2 separate regions of the Mus musculus genome follow, and region 2 is linked to region 1. A link is a contact called in public HiChIP or PLAC-seq data. All regions are on one chromosome and are shown on one strand. Each heading gives the region's core, a stretch centred on a gene start, on an enhancer-like site or on the middle of the called end of the contact. The rest is flanking DNA. Distances are from core to core; before and after follow the strand shown.

The links. HiChIP or PLAC-seq counts read pairs in DNA pulled down with a chosen protein or histone mark.
Region 2: a contact with region 1 is called in an H3K4me3 HiChIP or PLAC-seq map of bone marrow-derived macrophages, with 8 times the contacts expected there. The contact joins the promoter of Clec12a here to the promoter of Klrb1b in region 1. A contact is called at or near these places in 10 of 39 promoter capture datasets (the 3T3-L1 cell line, 3T3-L1-derived adipocytes, the C10 cell line and 7 more), 1 of 15 datasets of contacts at CTCF or cohesin (embryonic stem cells), 3 of 484 Hi-C or Micro-C datasets (bone marrow-derived macrophages, brown adipocytes and large pre-B cells), 12 of 115 datasets of contacts at active chromatin or transcription factors (DN3 thymocytes, the NIH/3T3 cell line, T-cell acute lymphoblastic leukemia and 8 more) and 3 of 9 other capture datasets (embryonic stem cells, liver and macrophages).

Annotation. Positions count from the first base shown.
Region 1 is chr6:128,824,471-128,828,773 of GRCm38.p6, reverse strand. It overlaps Klrb1b (killer cell lectin-like receptor subfamily B member 1B), which reads left to right and starts at 2,459. Exons shown (of 6, transcript NM_030599.4): 1 at 2,459-2,615. The coding sequence starts at 2,528.
Region 2 is chr6:129,347,864-129,352,166 of GRCm38.p6, reverse strand. Clec12a (C-type lectin domain family 12, member a) reads right to left here and starts at 1,923. Exons shown (of 6, transcript NM_177686.4): 1 at 1,656-1,923. The coding sequence starts at 1,746.

The DNA of each region.
Region 1 (4,303 bases), core at 1,210-3,709:
ATCCTTGAGATTTTCAATATGTCTTTGACTATAGCCTCTCTAAAACTCCGTATCACGGTTTGGAAAGATATCTCAGCAGATAAGAATGATGTAACACGCCAGATGTGGTCTCAGGAACACCTATAACCCCAGCATCCAGAGGGAAAGAGAAAGAAGGACCGCTAGAGGCTGTTGGTTTTCAGACTAGCTGCAAACACAAAGTCATTACAAGCTCCAAATGAAACCATGCATCAAAGGAACAAGAAAGAAAGAGTATCCAAAATTCTTCTCTGGCCTCTGGGCATGCACATAGGTGTGTACATTCCCAAACACATGCACATACACCACACAGACATACACCGTGTTCACACCCAGGCATAAACACATACACGGACATGGACAAATAAAAATAAATAAAACCCAGGATCACATACAATCGTTCACGCCTTAAGCCCTTTAGATTTCATAACACGTTGTATATGCATAATATCACATTGTATTCTTCTGCACACAACTACACACACCTGCCCACACTCCTTATATTTTATAGCAACAAGATCATTATAGTCCTGACATCTGACATATTTTGCGGTGGAACTATCATTTGGGCAATTAGGTGATCGGATGACTTTGGTCAGTCAGATTCTCCTGACATGTATTCTCAGGAGGGTTTTATTTTTATCTGTTCAATGATGGCCACATAACAAAACTTCTGTTGTAAAAAAAACTACTTTCAGTACTTGGTATTGCCCCTGCCACTCTGTCACAGGAAAAGTGGTCTATCAGCTGCATGGGCAATAACAATCGTCACTGGTTGTTATTTTTAGTTTCTTTACGATTTGTGGCTTAGAGGCTTTTGGAAGCACTTGCTGATGAAAGTATCTCCCCTCACATCTCTTGATTTTAGTAAGGCCACTGTAGATCCATCATGGTCAGGCTTCAGAACATGCAACATTTCAATGTTGGGCTTGCAGAGATGGCTCAGTAGTCAAGAGCACCAGCTGTCCTTCCAGAGGGACAATTCCCACCTTACATGGCAACATGGCAGCTCACACCCACAGAACACCAATACACATACAATAATAAAGTAAACCTAAAAACCACCTTAAACGTCAATCCTCAAAGATTTATTTTTCATCTAATCTCAGCTTCAGACTTCTCTGTACTCTATTGATCTTTCTAATCTATCCTCTTATTCACTGACCCGAAGGCTGTTTGCTTAAGCATAATCCATGAGCCACCTCAAATATTTGGAATGTTATTCACACATTTCCCACTGAAGATACTCGTGATATCTAGGGAAGAGAGGAGGGTTAAGTATAGGAAGTGAATTATTAACAAACTTTCAGGTGATTCTTATATATACTAAAGCCTGAGGTCCTGATGTATTTGAAATTTATATATACACTAACATTTCAGCACTGGTTGAAATTAGTACTGTTGCCTGCTAGGTTTAGTAATCTGAGCAAAATAAATACATAGGATCTCTCAGGATGGACAAGTCTGGAGAATCCCATACACTTGTTGAAGTCTTAGGTTTCAATAGCATGAGTATTGAGTGAGGGGACTGTCATCAGTGACAGCTGAGGACATTTCACAGTGTCTTAAGTGATCTGTGAGATACTAACACAGGCTTACCCATACTTCATAGTCATTATGGTCATGGAAAAATGAGTGTGAGCCCCAAGTTGTCTGTACACATCCCCTGTCTCCTAGAACTCACAGCCAGCAGACTGCTGCCAGTACCCGATACTTGTTCAACTCCACTCTGACCACAGAAAGTGGCTTTAAGGAAATCCTTGATTTTCTTCTTCTTTTTCACTTGTGATATGACAATACCCGACATGGGGGCATTTGTGGTCCTTGCTCTAAGGCTCTAGGCCTACAAATCCTTCGATGAGTTAGCACATCCCATAGACCCAAGTCCTCCACTCCCTGAGCTCTGAATGATGGAGCCCTTAGCTCAGAACAGCACTGAGTGGGACCTGCTGCTTTTCCTGTTGTGTTGCCATGGGTTCTCACCACAGCAGCATCTCCACAATCCACAGCTCCCTTCACAGTATGCAAATTTCAGGAGGATGTTAGAGCTTCAACTCACGTCAGATAGTACCGTGGACATTTGTGTCCTAATCCACATTTTCATAACATAGAATAAAATGTCACACATCTTAATCCCTGGGGGCTGAGGGAAAGGTAAATTTGAACTCAGGATAAATATTTCACTCATTGGAGATCTGAGAGGATAACTCATAACGGATGGTTAGAGGAATAAGAACATAAGAAAGACCTTTCCAGAAATTTGTTAGAAACCAAACCGTACGTTCTGTATGTGGCACATTCTTGTCTAAAGAAAAAAAGAAAAGGAAGCCTGAGAGTAGGACAGACACCAGGTCAATAGCTATGGAGAAACCCTCAGCCACCAGTGTGGGCGGGTGTGGACACACACAGCACAGCATACCCAGCGGACTTCCTTTTTGGCTCATTTCACCTCACAGGACTCAAAGTTTGTCCCTGTTCACGAGGCCGGTGTCAAGTCCCTCCATCTACAATGGATTCAACAACACTGGTCTATGCAGATTTAAACCTAGCCAGGATCCAAGAACCTAAGCATGATTCACCTCCATCTCTTTCCCCAGGTAAGCAGCTTGCTTCTGGCATTTGAATTATCTTCCAGAGTTAAGATTATCCTCCAAAACTTATGGGTGTAAGTCATTGATTTAAAGGTGACAAGCAGGTATATGTTAGAGTTAAATAGTATAGCTATCCTGCCTGCAGAAAACCACAGTTCTACAAATGCCATAGAGTCCATTTTTACTCGTGTAGTCAGAAGGAAATCCGAACATTACTTCTCCTATTCTGCCTTTGCTAAGAATTCTAAGAAAGAATATTTTACTCCCATGAGCCAAGGGGTGGTTTAAGAGATACTTGCTGCATTCCATTGCTAATTCCAAATTCGTCTACAGAACATGGACACTACGATCCCGTTCTACCTTGGTGGCAACCCCAGCTCTCCCTTCACAGTGAAGTGTGTAGACGTCATTGTTAATGTCTTTGTCGCCTGAAAAGGAAGACATTCGTTGTGGGGAAAGTCATAGTAAAAATGAAAGGTCTGAATTAAATTAAAAGCCAGTAATTTTTATATATTAAAATTTATTCAATTTGTTAAAAAGCTGGTTCTTTCTCTCTTGCAAAGTATAACAGCTATAAGTGGAGGAACCACAAGTTACCTGAGCCAGTTGGGAATTAATCTTTCAATGCTGGCCAAAAGTAGCACTCTTGTCCACCAGAGGATTTAATGATTCTAGCAAAAGAAATGTGGAAGTCTACCAAGAGGTGAAGTATGTGACATAAGGATGGCTGAGATGTAAGAGAACAGAAACTCAGGTAGAGAGTGTATAAAATAATCATGAAAACAAAATTCTAGTCTGCTGTCTAACTGAACACAGGGCAGTTGTTTTCCAATATGATGTTCTCTATGTGTTGTAACATGTGGACTTCCAACTTTAGTGGTTCTTGTTAGAAACTATTAAATTGTCAAAGGTTTGAGTCAAGGAGAAAGTCTCAGAGTCACCAAATAAATTTCATTATAATGTTTACGTAAGGGTCAGTGGAGAGTGGAAGAGGGCCTGGTAGATAACTCCACGGGGAGTGATGGTGTCAGCTATTTTGTGTTGGGAAAAAGCAAGTCTTTGTTTTCCCATCATGCCTAACAAAAGTGGAGAAAAGACCTTGTTGAAAATGGTATAAGAAAACCAGCAAGATTCTGCTGAAAAGACCCTGATATAGCTGTCTCTTAGGAGGCTATGCTGGTGCCTGGCAAACACAGAAGTGGATGCTCACAGTCAGCTATTGCATGGAACACAGGGCCCCCAATGTAGGAGCTAGAGAAAGTACCCAAGGAGCTAAAGGGGTCTGCAATCCTATAGGTGGAACAACAATATGAACTAACCAGTCCCCCCAGAGCTCATGTCTCTAGCTGCATATGTATCAGAAGATGGCCTAGTCGGCCATCACTAGAAAGAGAGGCCCATTGGTCATGTAAACTTTATATGCCCCAGTACAGGGGAACACCAGGGCCAAGAAGTGGGAGTGGGTGGGTAGGGAAGTGGGGGTGGGTGGGTATGGGGGACTTTTGGGATAGCATTTGAAATGTAAAATAAGAAAATACCTAATAAAAAAAGAAGACTAATATAGAGAAAAATAATAATGCTTTCCTCAAATCCTACTGTCTATGATCCCAAATCAAGAAAACTAGAGGGCTGTCGAGATGTTTCAGCGGTAAAGGCTAGGCTCACAACCAAATTCATAAAAAGTGTCTAGGAAG
Region 2 (4,303 bases), core at 674-3,173, 520 kb before region 1:
TTTAAAAGTTATCAGATCTGTGCCATTTAGGTACTAGACACTACTGTGGCTACTAATAAAACAGAGTAGTAAGGTGTGTGTGTTTTTGTTGTCATCTAGACGCATTTTAAAGGACAGGAAACAAAGTGCAAAATGACTGATTAATAGAGAAATGATAGATACATAGGTAATAGATATATAGAGATGATAGAGATAGGTAGATGATAGATAGATAGATAGATAGATAGATAGATAGATAGATAGATAGATAGATAGATAGGAACTTGAGAGTGAAAGCCACGAGATAACTTAGAAATGCATGTAGAGTGACACTAGAGCAAGAGACCTAGGAAGAGCCCTCCAGTGCTCCATCAAAGAACACAATCAAGCCAGGACAAGCAGAAGAACAAAACCAGCTCAGCCACAGGGATAGTGAAAACCAGGGGGATGTGTCACAGAGAATGCACAGTGTGAAGGAATTTCCTGTAGGTTTTGATATGTTTTGGGTGTTGTGCTGAGTATGTCATGTTGTGTTATATTGTATTGAGAGTAGAGCCTTGAATATGCTAAATGAGTGCTTTAGCACTCAGCTGTATCCTCAGCTCTCTTCTTACCTCTTATTTTGAGACAGGATCTCACTTAACTGACTGCACAGGTTGACTCTGAACTCTCTCATAGCCCAAGTAGGCCTTGAACTTCCAATCTTACTGGATATCTGAGATTAGAGAACCACTCCCTTAGATCTACCAAAAGAGCAATCTTAAAATGGAATGCTCAGCAATATAAAAACAGCAGAAAGGCACAGCAATGAGGTAGAGACATGACTCAGAAGTAGCTCAGGGCCTAACTGTACTTGCTTTGCAAGCCTTATAACCTAAGGGAAATTCCTGGTGGTTCACATGATGCAAGGAGAGGACTGTCTCCTCAAACTGTCCTCAGGCTGCCACACAAGCACTGTGGCACAAGCACACATATACACACACGTACACATATGCGCGTGCACACACACACACACACACACACACACACACACACACTCATACATGTTCATACACATATGCACACACATACACAGATTAAATTTAACCTAAATTTAAGACAAAGAGTAGAGATTTGAATGCTAGGATAAAATATGGAAACTCCTGAAGATCTGGATCAGAGCAAGCTCCATGAACAATGAGGAGAGAAGCCAGATTTAAAAATAAAAAATGTTCTCCCCTTCTTTGTCTTTCTCCTACACTTCAAGCAGTTTGCGTTCAAAAATCTAGCAAGAACATATAAGCCCATGACTTTCCTGAATAAGGTATAGTCCTAATTCCATGGCTTCACACACACACACACACACACACACACACACACACACACACACACACACCAAAACAAAACAAAACCTTCACAATAAAACACTGTCATTTGAAAATACAATCTCTTTCCACATACCTCAATTTAATTTAATATTAAAAATGTAAAATACAATGTTGTATTACAATGGCTTAAAGAAATACCTTATGCTTTAAAGAAAAAAATTATTTTTAATCACTTTGTTATTTGGGGTTTAAATGAAAGGCTGAACAAAAATTCATATGGCATATTAAAATTTAAAGAAATAAAAATTAAAAATTCACATTGCATGAATCTGTGGTCACTGCCATCTCATCCATGGCTCAAAATCTTACCTTTTCCCCCACATTTGTCAGACTTCTGGGTTTCTTCTTTTTTATCAGGGTCCTGGATTTTGAGATTTGCATAAACAATTTCTTCAGACATTGATGAATATTCAAAGAAGGCTCCAGAAAATGTCCTTCGAAAAAGGTGAGAGGGCTGACAGTTAAGTAAGCCTACCTAGACTTTCAACCCTCTGTAAACTGTGGCTAACCTCACAAGCTCAAATTTCCTTTTGAAAAACCACTATGCCAGACTCTCAAATATGTGTCTATGAGCCACAGTCAGTTTATTGCCTCAGACAAGAATAAATAAGATTGAAAGAGGAACACTTTTCTTCCTCATATTTCTTCCTTTTTCTTTACATAAGGTAATTTTTTAAACTGTGCTTGGATAATATTAGCTTCATACGAGTTGCGCAATTTGCTCCTACCACACAGTGCAGAAACAGCATATGATTAAACTCTGAAACAGGGAAATAATCGGAGTGATTCAAATCTCAAATGCTCCCTGGTGCACCACCATGCCCTTCCCCCAACCTTGAGCAGGCTCAAGTGGAGTTATCGCCTTGCTGCACCTGCAAGTTCCTGAAATAAGCTCACTGAGCTTGCTTTGCAACATAATACAGCCTAAACAAAGGTTGGGTTTTGTGGTCTTCCCTTTTTACCTGGAGCTGCAGAATTAAACTTTGCCTTGATCTTGGCTTCATCCTTTTCTTGCAGCCCATAGTCCTTTTCATTCCCAGCCCCCCTTTCAGGTTAACCCAGTTCTCAGTGGCTACTGGATGGCTACAGGTGGTGCATAGCTTGAGGCCTGAAAATGGGGAAGTGGGAGGAAGCACTGAGAAACACTGGCTTGAGTGGAGCTCCACAGAAAACAGAAGAAGTAATGGTATCCTGCCCAGTAATGAACAACATTAATGCTAACACTAGTTAGTTTATTTTAGGGAGGCTGTTGTTGCAGGAGGTGTATTAAGGGCATACAGCTGGGCTGAAGAGGTGTTGACCCGAAGCCAACTTCACCTAGGGGTAACAGCTCAACGGGACAGGGGAATTCTATATAGCCATTTCTCCACAGCCAAGAGTTGCATCAGGTGAGAGGAGCAGGGTTTAAAAACAGATGTTAGAAAAATTCTTAGCACAAGTAGATTTATGCTGTCCATGGTGCCCAGAAGTAGAAATGGTATTCAAATGACATGAGAAAGAGAGAGAGAGAGAGAGAGAGAGAGAGAGAGAGAATAGGTTTCAGAAAAGCAGGTATCCCCTGTCCAGGACATGTTAGCAAAAGAGATAAGCTATTTCAGAGCTCTCCTTGGGACAGGAGGAAATCAGAAGACATCCTGCTTCCTCTCTGGCTCCTACTGGAGATATCCTTAGTCCTGGTTCTAGGTCCCTTTAGGACATCAAGTTCTCTTCCCTCTCTGTCTATTGTCTGTCCTTGGTGCACCAATCTGTCCATGTGTGTCAATTTACACCTGTTTTTGTTTCGTTGTTTGAATGATTGTTGTTCGTGTTTAGTGTTGAAAAGAAAAAAATGGCTAAAACTTTATGTGCTGGCTGCCCACCCCCTGATTTAATTTAGCTTGTTTAAAGGCAGTCTTAATTGTCCTTTGGAGCCCTGCACCTATAGTTAGGAGTCAATCACAGCTGGAGAAGCCCTGCTAGGGGCTGATTACCTGCCATGCTGCTTTTAAAGGGCCCAGCAGCTTCTCAAGTTCTATGGTAAAGAAGCTGACAGTTGTTCCTCCTAGAAAAATCTCTGATTGTGATTATTGGGTTCAGCAAGTAATAAGGTGCTTTTTCTCTTGAAATTATAGCTAGAAAGGATACGAAAATTTTGTTTGGTTTTGAAAGACTCCCGAAGAGGGGAGACTCTCATTCAAGTCTCAGGATGACGAGACCCCCCAAGAACTCATGAGAGACCGTCCTTGCTGTGAAAGAACCTAGTGAGGAACCCCCCACTCAATTCCCAATTTGGCGTGCACCCAAAGAATCACGAAAAGACCGACTTGATGTAAATGCACAAGGTAGTTTAATGGTGGAGCTCCGGGTCATCTCACACAGGAGACAGTGGATTCGACCACGAGGCTTAAAAGCTAGAGGTTTTTATAGAAAAGGGTCTGGGACTGGGGGAGGAATTGGCGTGGTTTCACATGATTGGCTCATTTAAACATCAGCAGACTGTACATGCAGATCGAGGTAACAGCAGAGCATCTGGTTAACATTTAACTTAGATCAGAAGGGCGGGAGATAGGGAGGCGCTGGGCCAGTCCAGACATTCTTGTATGTCTTCCCTCTCTTTATGGCTAGTTGGTTCCTGGGATGACTTTACAGCCTTTGTTCTTTGCTCTAAGCCCAAAAAGCCCTCCTAACTAGCAAGCTGCATGAGTCATGGACCTTGAATAAACTTTCTGGCTAGGGCTTTGAAGTCTTGAATTTAATTTTCTTTCTTTCAGCTGCAAATCACAGGAGGTTTATTGACAGGAACCAGCACGCTGAGTTCAGCTCATATCCCACACAGGGGTAGAGGAGTTCGACACCCAGTAGCTGGAAAAGGGTGTACTTAAAGAAAAAAGACACAACCCAAGGGGTAGGGAGGGCATTATTGGAAAATACCGAGAATACCAGTGGAAAAAATCACAAGGGGGGTACTAAAAATCACA